2 separate regions of the Sus scrofa genome follow, and region 1 is linked to region 2. The links are chromatin contacts, called in public HiChIP or PLAC-seq maps. All regions are on one chromosome and are shown on one strand. Each heading gives the region's core, a stretch centred on a gene start, on an enhancer-like site or on the middle of the called end of the contact. The rest is flanking DNA. Distances are from core to core; before and after follow the strand shown.

The links. HiChIP or PLAC-seq counts read pairs in DNA pulled down with a chosen protein or histone mark.
Region 1: a contact with region 2 is called in an H3K27ac HiChIP or PLAC-seq map of alveolar macrophages. The contact joins two enhancer-like sites. A contact is called at or near these places in 1 of 47 Hi-C or Micro-C datasets (skeletal muscle) and 1 of 2 datasets of contacts at active chromatin or transcription factors (alveolar macrophages).

The regions. Positions count from the first base shown.
Region 1 is chr17:49,653,549-49,658,791 of Sscrofa11.1, reverse strand. NCOA3 (nuclear receptor coactivator 3) reads right to left here. Exons shown (of 25, transcript NM_001114276.1): 19 at 4,332-4,625; 20 at 2,853-2,957; 21 at 1,386-1,617; 22 at 359-533; 23 at 1-35. Among named protein-coding and RNA genes, the nearest start is that of NCOA3, 130 kb to the right of the region's middle. Within about 2 kb of position 1,546, at least 2 of the 83 cell types and tissues checked have an H3K27ac peak or open chromatin away from gene starts, as enhancers often do. A contact at or near this core is called in alveolar macrophages, where this site is marked.
Region 2 is chr17:49,303,671-49,309,018 of Sscrofa11.1, reverse strand. All of the region lies in intron 13 of ZMYND8 (protein kinase C-binding protein 1), which reads left to right. Among named protein-coding and RNA genes, the nearest start is that of ZMYND8, 84 kb to the left of the region's middle. Within about 2 kb of position 2,903, at least 21 of the 83 cell types and tissues checked have an H3K27ac peak or open chromatin away from gene starts, as enhancers often do. A contact at or near this core is called in alveolar macrophages, where this site is marked.

The DNA of each region.
Region 1 (5,243 bases), core at 297-2,796, 350 kb before region 2:
TCCCCTGGGGGGCAAACTGCTGCTGTGGAAAGGAGCTGTAAAGAAAGAGGGAGATTAGCTCCTGGGCCACTGTCATAACACAGAACACACATGCAGAGATGGCCACAACCTTGTCAGTGCTGCTGTACTGGAGCAGAGACCACCACAGGTGAGCAGACTGACAGCCTGCCTTCCATCAGTCACAGCCATGAGGACCGGTGTCCCTGCGGATGTGTGCAGCAGTCGGAAGCCTTCTCAAAACGGGGGAGCCAGATAACACCTGCTCTCTCCACCCTAACAGGCTTAGCTGAAAAATGCAAGAACTCCCTGAACTTTCGGCACGAGTATGTGAATGACTTTTAGGGTCCCTGCTCTTCACCTGTTCCTGGCCAGGGTTCCTGACGGCCAGCCCTTCATGTCCGAGGACTGGTACATGGGTGCGGTCTGAGGGTGCTGCATCATGGGGTTCTGGGAGGGACCCATTCTTGATGACATCATCGCATTGGAAGGGCTAGACACTCGACCAAAGGCTGGATCTGGTTGTTGTCCCATCCCTTGAAAAAAGAAAGAAGAAAAAGAAGTCATAATGCTCGAATGCTACCTCCTTGGAATATCGGCTTTCTAAGGTAACTTTAGGGTTTTTTTTTTAAAGATGGAAGGTGGTGCTAAAAAGGTGCTAAAATGATGCTGCCTGGCTGTAATTCTAGCTTCTCACCAAGGTGACAACTAGAGCAACAGACTCACTATGGAGAAGCACACTGTCTGGATGCCGCCTCCAAGGGCAGTTACTTCGGTGAGTTTTCTGAATAAAAGGTACACCAGATCACGCTACTCTTCACTCTACCGGAGTCTACTAGACTGGACACACTGGGCGGCAGGAGGGGGATGGACAGACCTGCTGAATCTGTCTTCCAAATTAAGATGTGGGGAACTGAAAAAATAAGACCTGGGGGGAAAAAAACCTCAACTACGACAGATCATCTGCCTTGATTACAATCACCTGTGCTCTCCAGTACACATTTTTGTTTGATGTTTTTAATTAATTTTGCTTCTCTTGTGCAGTAACAAGAGAGAGTAAACAGTATTTTATTTCTTTTGAGGGCTGCACTCATGGCATATGGAGGTTCCCAGGCTAGAGGTCGAATCCTAGAGCTACAGCTGCCGGCCTACGCCACAGCAAAAGGGTATCCGAGCTGCATCTGTGACCTACACCACAGCTCACGGCAACACCAGATCCCCAACCCACCGAGCGAGGCCAGGGATCGAACCCGAATCCTCACCAATACTAGTCGGATTCGTTTCTGCTGTGCCACAATGAGAACTCCTACAGTATTTGTTTTTAATATACAACAGATTTGGTGAATCTAATCTTACTTTGGGGAAGCCATTGTCACTGTCAAGTTTACCGTAATTTGGAGGATACGGAAACTGCTGGGGCGGAGCTTGGGGCATTGAAGGCCCGGCCAAGACCCCGTCCATGCTGGGGGAGGCAGTCACGTTAGGGGGTGGACTGAAGGCCTGCGTCTGCTGCTGCTGCTGCTGCTGCTGTTGCATCATCATCGCCACCCTCTGCTGCCGGAAGTGATGACTCAGCAACTCTCTGCTGCGCTGGGCAACCATCTGGGCGTTAAGGAAACCCTGCTGATACCCAGAAAGAACATGATTACACATGTAAATCACAAACCGGCCAATCTCATACATACAGGACCCCACAACACATGAGCTATCAGACAGAAAATAACACCCAAGGCCCTTCTTTAGAGTTACAAAAGAGGAAATACACAATTCTCATTGTGGTGAAGGCTTTCTGGCTGGGTGTGGTGTGCATGTTGGGGGAGCAGAACAGGGACCTGGACATTTCTGGGGTCTAGAAGATGAAAGGAGATGAGAAGTCAGGCTTTAACCTTGATAGAAAACATTCCTCAAAGTGAGAGAACATTTAGGAGTAGAATCTGAGGACTGACTTCAGAAATTATGAAATAAAACTACAAGAAGAAAAAAGGCAGGAATGAGAGTATGTTTAGGGAAGAAACAACAAGGGATTACAGTCAGATAAGCAGGAATCCACCCAAAAAGGGCTGGTAGTCTCTAAACCTGAGAGCAGAGGTGATGGTAAGGAGGTGACATGATCAACGTTAGGCTCTGCCAGCCGCAAAAGATCACCTCCAAAAAGCCAACATTTATCATCTTTTTGGAAAGCATCTTAGCTCAAGTTTATACAGAATGTCTGATTATCAAGAAAACATAAGGTATCAGACTTCCAAGGAGGCCTAGGACAGTGAAAACCCAGCATTTCACAGTTGTTGCTGATGCTGTTGTCTAACAATATTTCAAACCACAGCCAGGAGTTTCCAGGAAGTCATCTGCCCTGTGCGGATGAAGGAAACACCTAACTCGGTCTCCACCTTGGGCCAGAGGGACAGAAATTTAAGAGCATCCCTCTCACTATGGAAAACCAGTCATCTCGGGGTTTGTCACTGAGAGCAGGATTATGAATTATTTCTTTTCTTCTTAACACTTCTTATAATTTTAAAGTCTAACCAATAAGCAGCATGTGATTTCACAATCCAGGGACAGAGAAAAGTTTACAGATTTATTATTTTAAATTCCTAAAAAGTAAGTGGTAGCTGTTTCCACAACAATTGATCACTAAGGAAATTAATTTTAAAACCACAAACCAGTTTTTAATAAAAGAACCTCTCTTCCTCTGATTCTTTCTAGCCACCAGCAGGAGAGAAGAAGGAAAAGGAAAAATGATGGGACCACAGGATGGTTTCTTACAGAGGAAACTTGGAATCATGTACTCTATTTGTCCATCGTGGGCAAGCCCTGCGCAGGGCATCCAGCCATGAACACGGACAGACTTTTCTCACCTGGGAGCTGACCTGCGGCTGCATCATGGGCCTCATCACCGCAGCCCCACCAGCACTGGGGCTTTCCATTTTCATCTCAAGTGCTTGGCGGTTCTGATTCAAAAACTGGGGAGAGACAAGCTGGTTAGAATGCAAGTGGAATGAGCCCCAAATAGCCTGTGCACGTCCTCGGCAGCAGCCAGCGAGGTCACGGTATCTCGCTAAACCCATTAACCTGGTTAAGTCCCATCTAAGCTGAAGCAGTGCCCTTTCACATTTCAAAGACGTTTGTGCGGAGAAGCCCCTGGCTAGTATGTGAAGCTTTAATGTTCCGCATTAGGAGGAAGAGGGAAAGTGCAATTTCGTAGCCGAAAGAGTATCTTCAACAGAAGCTCAAAGCATTCATAAAGTCAGATTTTCTCTGGGATTATTTAGGCCACTGGGGAAATAACTTTAATTTGGTCAAAGTAACACTGGAAAAACTACTTTTTGTTACCTCTTCCTAGGTAATCGGCAGTGGGAAGAAATGGCAAAAAGCAAAATGATACCATGAACGCATGAACACATCTTTCCTGAGTACCTAAACTGCTTTTAGGAATATCATACACTAGAAGAGTCTCTAGCTCTCTGGATGCTAAATTCACTCATCTGCTTATATGGTCTAGCTCTCTCAAGTTCAAGAATGTAGCGCACTCACAATACAAACAATATAAATAAATACATTTTTAAAATTTGTTATGGGCCAACAGAACAATGGGAAAAATTATTAAGAGAGCTCAAGTTTTATCACACATGTAGGCAGCAGAGGTTCCTTAAAGAAAGCGTGCTCAAATCAGTAAGGTTTAAATAGCTGGCTAATATTAAGGACTTTTTAAAAAAACAGACATTATCTACCTCTAAGACCATGAAGCCATCAAGAAACACTCTTCTCCCCCAAGAGCAATCCTCTCTGACATGTTTTCCCCAGGCCAGGGATCAAATCTGCACCACAGCAAGGACCCAAGCCACAGCAGCAATAATGCTGGATCCTTAAACCGATGCACCACAGAGAACATCCTTCTCTGGCATTTTAAAATTAAAATAGTCTTAGAGAGGAGTTCCCACGGTGGTGTAACAGGATCAGCAGTGTCTCTGGAGCACTGGGTTGCAGGTTCGACCCCCAGCCTGGCACAGCAGTTTAAGGTATCGACAACTGCAGCTCAGATCTGATCCCTGGCCCAGGAGCTCCATATGCTGTATGGTAGCTTCCCCCCAAAAAAAAACATTCTTAGAGAAAGGTATCCAATTCTAATACAACCACTCCCAAGCAAGGAACCATCCATAGCAGAAAAAAAAAAAGGGAAAAAGGTTACACAGAATTAAAAACAAAAATAATTTCTTTAGTTGAGGAGCGAGTGGAGTGGCAAGAGCTCTGAGGAACACAGTCTGAAAACAAATTAAAGAGCAAGAGGCCAAAGGGAAAGCGGCTCTGGGCCAAAGCAAGAGCGTGTGACTGGTTACCTGCTGGCCCTGCAGCCTTTGCTGAAGCTGCATTCTGAGCTGCTTGGGGGTGTTTGTCCTGGGTCTCATGATGTTGGCTCTGGGGTGCATTCCTTGGAGAGGAAAACTGCCTTGCTGGTTCATCTGATTCATCATAGAGTTAAATGATGGTGATTGTCCCTGAAGATTAAAGCCTCCTTGCATTGGAGGCCCCTGTGCTGGATATGTCTGCCCATACAATGCTGCCTTCTGCTCCATCATTACTGCCGCTTCTTGGCCTTGGAAAGCATCCTGTTTGGGCTCCAAAGCTTGTCCCTAAATATCAAACATATAAATAAATGGTGAAGTACATGCAAAAGACCAAGAGAAATCAAATGCTCTGAAGAAGGTGAAAAATAACGTCAATATATGTGAACAACGATGTTTCAGAATTCCAAAAGCAAAATCAAGTTGTCTGAAGTTCCACAAGAACAGAAACCATCCCCTATCTTCTAATGGCTACGTCCTAGTGCTTACCTTGCACAGGGTTTCACATTCAAATATCTTCTGGGCCAAATATCTACAGTGTATTGAGTAACTGGACAAATACTATTTGTTTCAGATAAGATTTCTGGACCAACAAAGACCTCCCATGCCAAGTGTAAAATAAATCAATTAAAATCACTATGATCACAGAATTTCCACTGTGGCTCAGCAATAATGAACCCAACTAGTATCCATGAGTTGGTTAAGGATCTATGATCACAGAATTTCCATTGTGGCTCAGCAATAATGAACCCAACTAGTATCCATGAGTTGGTTAAGGATCCAGTGTTGCCGTGAGCTGTGGTGTAGGTTGCAGACTCAGCTCGGATCCCAAGTTGCTATGGCTGTGGTATAGGCCAGAAGCTTCAGCTCTGATTCAACCCCTAGCCTGGGAACTTCCATATGCCT
Region 2 (5,348 bases), core at 1,654-4,153:
GTGAAGCATGGCTTTTCCTAAAACAGCCATAGGCATGTGGCTGTGGCACGGAAACTTGAATTTCAAATGATTTGTATATCTCATGAACTATTATTAATCCTTTTTTTCCCTTCAATCATTTAAAAGTGATAGATACCCTTCTTAGCTGGCAGGCCACACAGGAACAGGTAGCATGCCAGATTCTGGCCCGCGGGTAGGTTTGCCAATTTCTATTATAGACTGAGAGAAACTCTGAGTCAGTCTCCCCATTTTACAGAAGGTAAGTTGAGGTCCCTGTTGAGAGTATATGGGGTGCTGGAGTTCCCAGAGCCAGACCCTGGCTTTCTTTGGGTTGCACGCCACTGCCCTCTGCTGTTGATGGTGATAATAGCCTTTGGGTTAAGGAGAAGTGGGACATTTCATGAAGTAACCCTCAACAATCAGAGAGTGAAACAAACCTATGGTTTATCCACAGTTGTTTAAAAAAAAAAAAAAAAGGGAAAGAAAGAAAGAAAAAAGATTGTCAGAGGACTGAAAAGCTTTATTAGTTTCACCAGCGAAAATTTTGTAGGCAGCCATATAAAATTACACATTGAAATAAGTTATTAGATAAAATTTTTATGAGATTTAAGAAACCCTCCTTTTGCTTGGGGGATTGAGGAGCTCAGAGCCATGTGTCTATAATCCTTAGGGCTGGATTTAGCTTTCTGAGAAACACTTTGCCCAGGCAGGAGCCTTTCTCTCCTAGTGTCCTGGACTCTTGTCGTCTTAAGGGTCAGAGTGGTTTATATTCTCAGTGATTTGTCTGCTTCCCTCTTTTTCTGGACCTCCTGGCCAGAATTGATGCCTTTGCCAATATTTGCTTGCGGGGTCCCGATTTAAGTCATTAATATGTATTAGGGTAAGAGTCCTGGGGCCTGACTTCCACCACTCTCTGAGCTAATAGTGGTCCTTTGGTCTTAGAGCTCCATGTGGGTTGCTTTCGTGAGAAGGGAAAACATTTTCATGTACTCTTTTTTTCCTCCTGTGAAATCAGTACATATTTGTTGTAAAACAGTTGTTATAAAAACTGAAGTCCCATATTTTCCCACCTCCCACAGTCCACCCTTAGATGTTGTTTCCTGGACTTTTTCTGGGTTGGCTTATACATCATGCTGCCAAGTTAAAAGGGGATCAGGCGGTTCCAGAACTGAGCGAGGTTTGGAAGGGATAGGATTGGGGTGAACTAAAGCAGAAATCCACTCCTCCTCGTGACCTTTTACCTATACACTAGGGGCCGTTTCTTCCTGCTGGTTCCAGCCGAGTGGAAGTGTGGGCTCAGGGTTGCCAGATTTCTTGTTGTTTTACACATTGGCTCAAATTAAAAAAAAATAACTATTGACTGCATCCCCTGCATCTGTCAACCACTTGGTTCATTGGTCACCTGTTTGGCGTAGACGGTTAAGGGTTTTCTTTTTACTTTTTAAAAAATTTTTTGGCTGCACCTGCTGTGATGGAAATTCTCAGGCTAGAAATTGAACCTGAGGCATAGCAGTGACTCTAAATGATGCAGTGACAATGCCAGCACAAGAGAACTCCAGGGTTTTCTTTTTTAACTTAACCTTATGTTCTGAATACATTTTTTGTTTTCCTTTTTGTCTCTGTCTTTTGCTTTTTTTGGGGGGGGGACACCTGTGGCATATGGAGGTTCCCAGGCTAGGGTCAAATCAGAGCTGTAAGCTGCCGGCCGAGGCCACAGCCATAGCAACTCAGGATCTGATCCTCGTCTGTGACCTACACCACAGCTCATGGCAATGAAGGATCCTTAATCCACTGAGCGAGGCTGGGGATGGAACCTGCGTCCTTAGGGACACTAGTCAGATTCATTTCTGCTGTGCCTTGACGGGAACTCCCTGAATACGTTTCTATGTTTGTACGTAACCATTGGGAGCAGCATTTCTGTCCTGTCCTGTCCCATCCAGCAACCCTGCACTCTTCTGTTTTATTTCTTTATGGCCACACCCAGGGCATGTGGAAGTTCCCGGCCAAGGACTGAATCCAAGCCATAGCTGTGACCTAAACCACAGATGCAGCACTGCCACACCCCCAACCCACTGCGCTGTGCTGGGGATTGAATCAGTGCTGCCACTGAGATAAGGCCGGATGTGCTATAGCAGGAACTGGTTTTTTTTTTTTTTTTTTTTTGTTTTGCTTTTGCTTTTTAGGGCCACACCTGCAGAATATGGAGGTTCCCAGGCTAGGGGTCAAATTGGAGCTACAACTGCCGGCCTACACCACAGCCACATCTGTGACCTTCCCACAGCTCACGGCAATACCAGATCCTTAACCCACTGAGCAAGGCCAAGGATTGAAGCTACACCCTCAGAGTTCCTAGTTGAATTCGTTTCTTTCTTTCTTTTTTTTTTGTCTTTTGCCATTTCTTGGGCCGCTCCTGCGGCATATGGAAGTTGCCAGGCTAGGGGTTGAATCAGAGCTGTAGCTGCCAGTCTACACCACAGCCACAGCAACACGGGATCTGAGCCGCGTCTGCAACCTACACCACAGCTCACGGCAACGCCGGATCCTTAACCCACTGAGCAAGGCCAGGGATTGAACCCGCAACCTCATGGTTCCTAGTCGATTCGTTAACCACTGAGCCACAATGGAACTCCTCAAATTCATTTCTGTTGTGCCATGATGGGAACTAGAGGAACTCTTTTTTTCTTTTAAGTTTTTATTTTATTTAACTTTTTTAATGAATCCCGTGCTATTCTGTGTAGCTCATCTGTGCATGCCACCAAGACTTGTGCAAGATGCTGCCAGCCCTTTGAACATATAAGTTGCTTCCACGGTTGTGTAAGTAGAGGAACTAGCATGAATCATTAACTCCACCACCGCTCCCCCGCTCAGAGTGCTGGGGTGTGTGGGAGGGAGGGGGCATTTTTTTCCAATTTGATTCTATGACTCATGTTTCATGTAGTCAGAAGGGCACTTAGCACAGGCTGGGATTCTGTACGTGTAGATAATAGATGACGTGTTTGAGCCCACACTCGTGAATTGTACATCAAAGTCTAAAATCTGATTAAATTATTTGTGACTTCAAAGGCAATTAGTTCTTCCTTTGGGCAAGATTTATGGCTTTATAATAGGATTGGCATCCCTTTCAAAGCGTAATTGGAACGAGCATTTCCCAATGTCTTTTTGCTTTTGAAAGTGTCTAGAGTGATTTAAAACAGGGTTTCCCAACCTCAGCACTAGTGATGTTTTGGGCCGGATGATGATTCTCTGTTGGGGAGATTGTCCTGTGCCCAGTAGGGTGTTCAGCAGCATCGGTGGCCTCCATTCACTCAGTGCAGGGAGCCACCCCCCTGCCCACAATTATCACAGCTGAAAACATCTCTGGTTATTGCCACGTGTCCTGGGTGGGGGACATGGTCACCCCTCTAGTCCTTATTGAGAACCACTGCTTTAATATACATGCTTTTGAATTTCAGCCGTGATAAAACTCATTGCTTAACTTTCTGCCTGGAGCTCCTCAATATGTACCTTTAATTTAGCATCACTTTCCCCTGAAAATAAAAAATTCCTTTCAAATTTTAATATAGAATAAATAAGCCATAATTCCAACTCAAAGAGATGATAACTGCTAAGAATTGAGTGTTCCTGGAGTTCCTGTTGTGGCTCAGTGGAAATGAAAGACTAGTATCCATGAGGACGCAGTTCGATCACTGGCCTCTATCAGTGGGTTAAGGATGTGGCGTTGGCCTTGAGCTGTAGTGTAGGTCACAGATGCGGCTCCGATCCCACGTTGCTGTGGCTGTGGTGTAGGGCTGTGGTGTAGGCCTGTGGCTGCAGCTCTGATTCGATCCTAGCCTGGGAATCTCCATGTGCCGTGAGTGTAGTCCCTCGCCCCCCCCAAACGAATTCTGTGTTCTTTTAGATTTTTTTTTTTAATTTTTAATTAATTTTTTTTTTTGGCCATGCCCACGGCATGTGGAAGTTCCTGAGCCAGGACTCAGATCCATGCCACAGCAGTGACCAGAACCACACACAGCAGTGACAACACCAGATCCTTAACCCACTAGGCCCCCAGGGAACGCCTGTTTAGATGTTTTCATGTATATAATCACAATGATGGTGCCAGTAATAAGAGTTTGTTTTTTGGTGGTGGTGGAATGGGATTATATGGAACTTTTTGCTGCACCACAGCCATGCCAGATCTGAGCTGCATCTGCAACCTGCACCACAGCTCATGGCAACACTGGATCCTTAACCCACTGAGCCAGGCCAGGGATCGAACTCTCAACCTCATGGATACTAGTGGGATTCATTACCACTGAGCCACAACCCGAGCTCCCTATACACTTTAATTTTGGGTAATATCATTATCACCTATTGCTCTCCTAAATAGTTTTCCGAGTGCCCATGAGTGTTCCTCTTTCCCTCTGAACCCTTGCTAGGTGTTATTATTGTTATTTTTTTTGTCTTTTTGCCATTTTTTTGGACCGCTCCCATGGCATATGGAGGTTCCCGGGCTGGGGGTTGAATTGGAGCTGTAGCTGCTGACCTACACCAGCGCCACAGCAACGCAGGATCCGAGCTGCATGTGCAACCTACACCACAGCTCACGGCAACGTCGGATCCTTAACCCACCGAGCAAGGCCAGGGATCGAACCCGCAACCTCATGGTTCCTAGTTGGATTCGTTAACCACTGTACCACGACCGGAACTCCTAGGTGTTATTTTGAAGCAGGTGTACCACGCAGGTGGAGAGGATGGAGCGCGGACAGCTGTCTGTGTCCATCTTCCTGACCTGCATTACTACTTATTTACGACGAGCCCAGGGTTCTCGTCAGGCATGCGTCTGACCCGCGGGTACTTTTCTGGGCAGCGCTGCTTCTCCTCTCTTCTGTGGATGCTCCGTCACCCCAGCCGCCTTGGTTTCCGTAGCTGCTGCATATCGAGCAGATGGTTTCAAGTGGCTTCTTTGGATGAAGAGGTTTTTCTTTGGTTGTCCTTAGTGTCGTCTTCATTGCTTTTCGCGACCACAGTAGCCAAAAGCGAAGTGGAGACCTCACTCCTCAGTCACCTCCGTGCCCGCTCGTGCTGTCAGCGTCTTGGGTGCCTGAGCACCGCACAGGCCGGCGGGGAGCCTGCTGTCCTGGAGCCCCCGTTCTCATGGCCAAAAAGAGGCAGTAAACGCAAGGGCCCCGGGGCCACCTTACATGGGGCCAGCAGGGGAGGGCTCCCGGGAGGTGGTGTTTGAGCTGCCCCGGAACAGCGAGGACTGCCAGCCGTGTGATCTGGGTGGGAGTGTGTCGGGGGGTCCTTGGAGATCCCAAGTGTAAAGCTTGAGGTGGGCCCAGGTTCGATCTTGGAGGGGCCAAGCC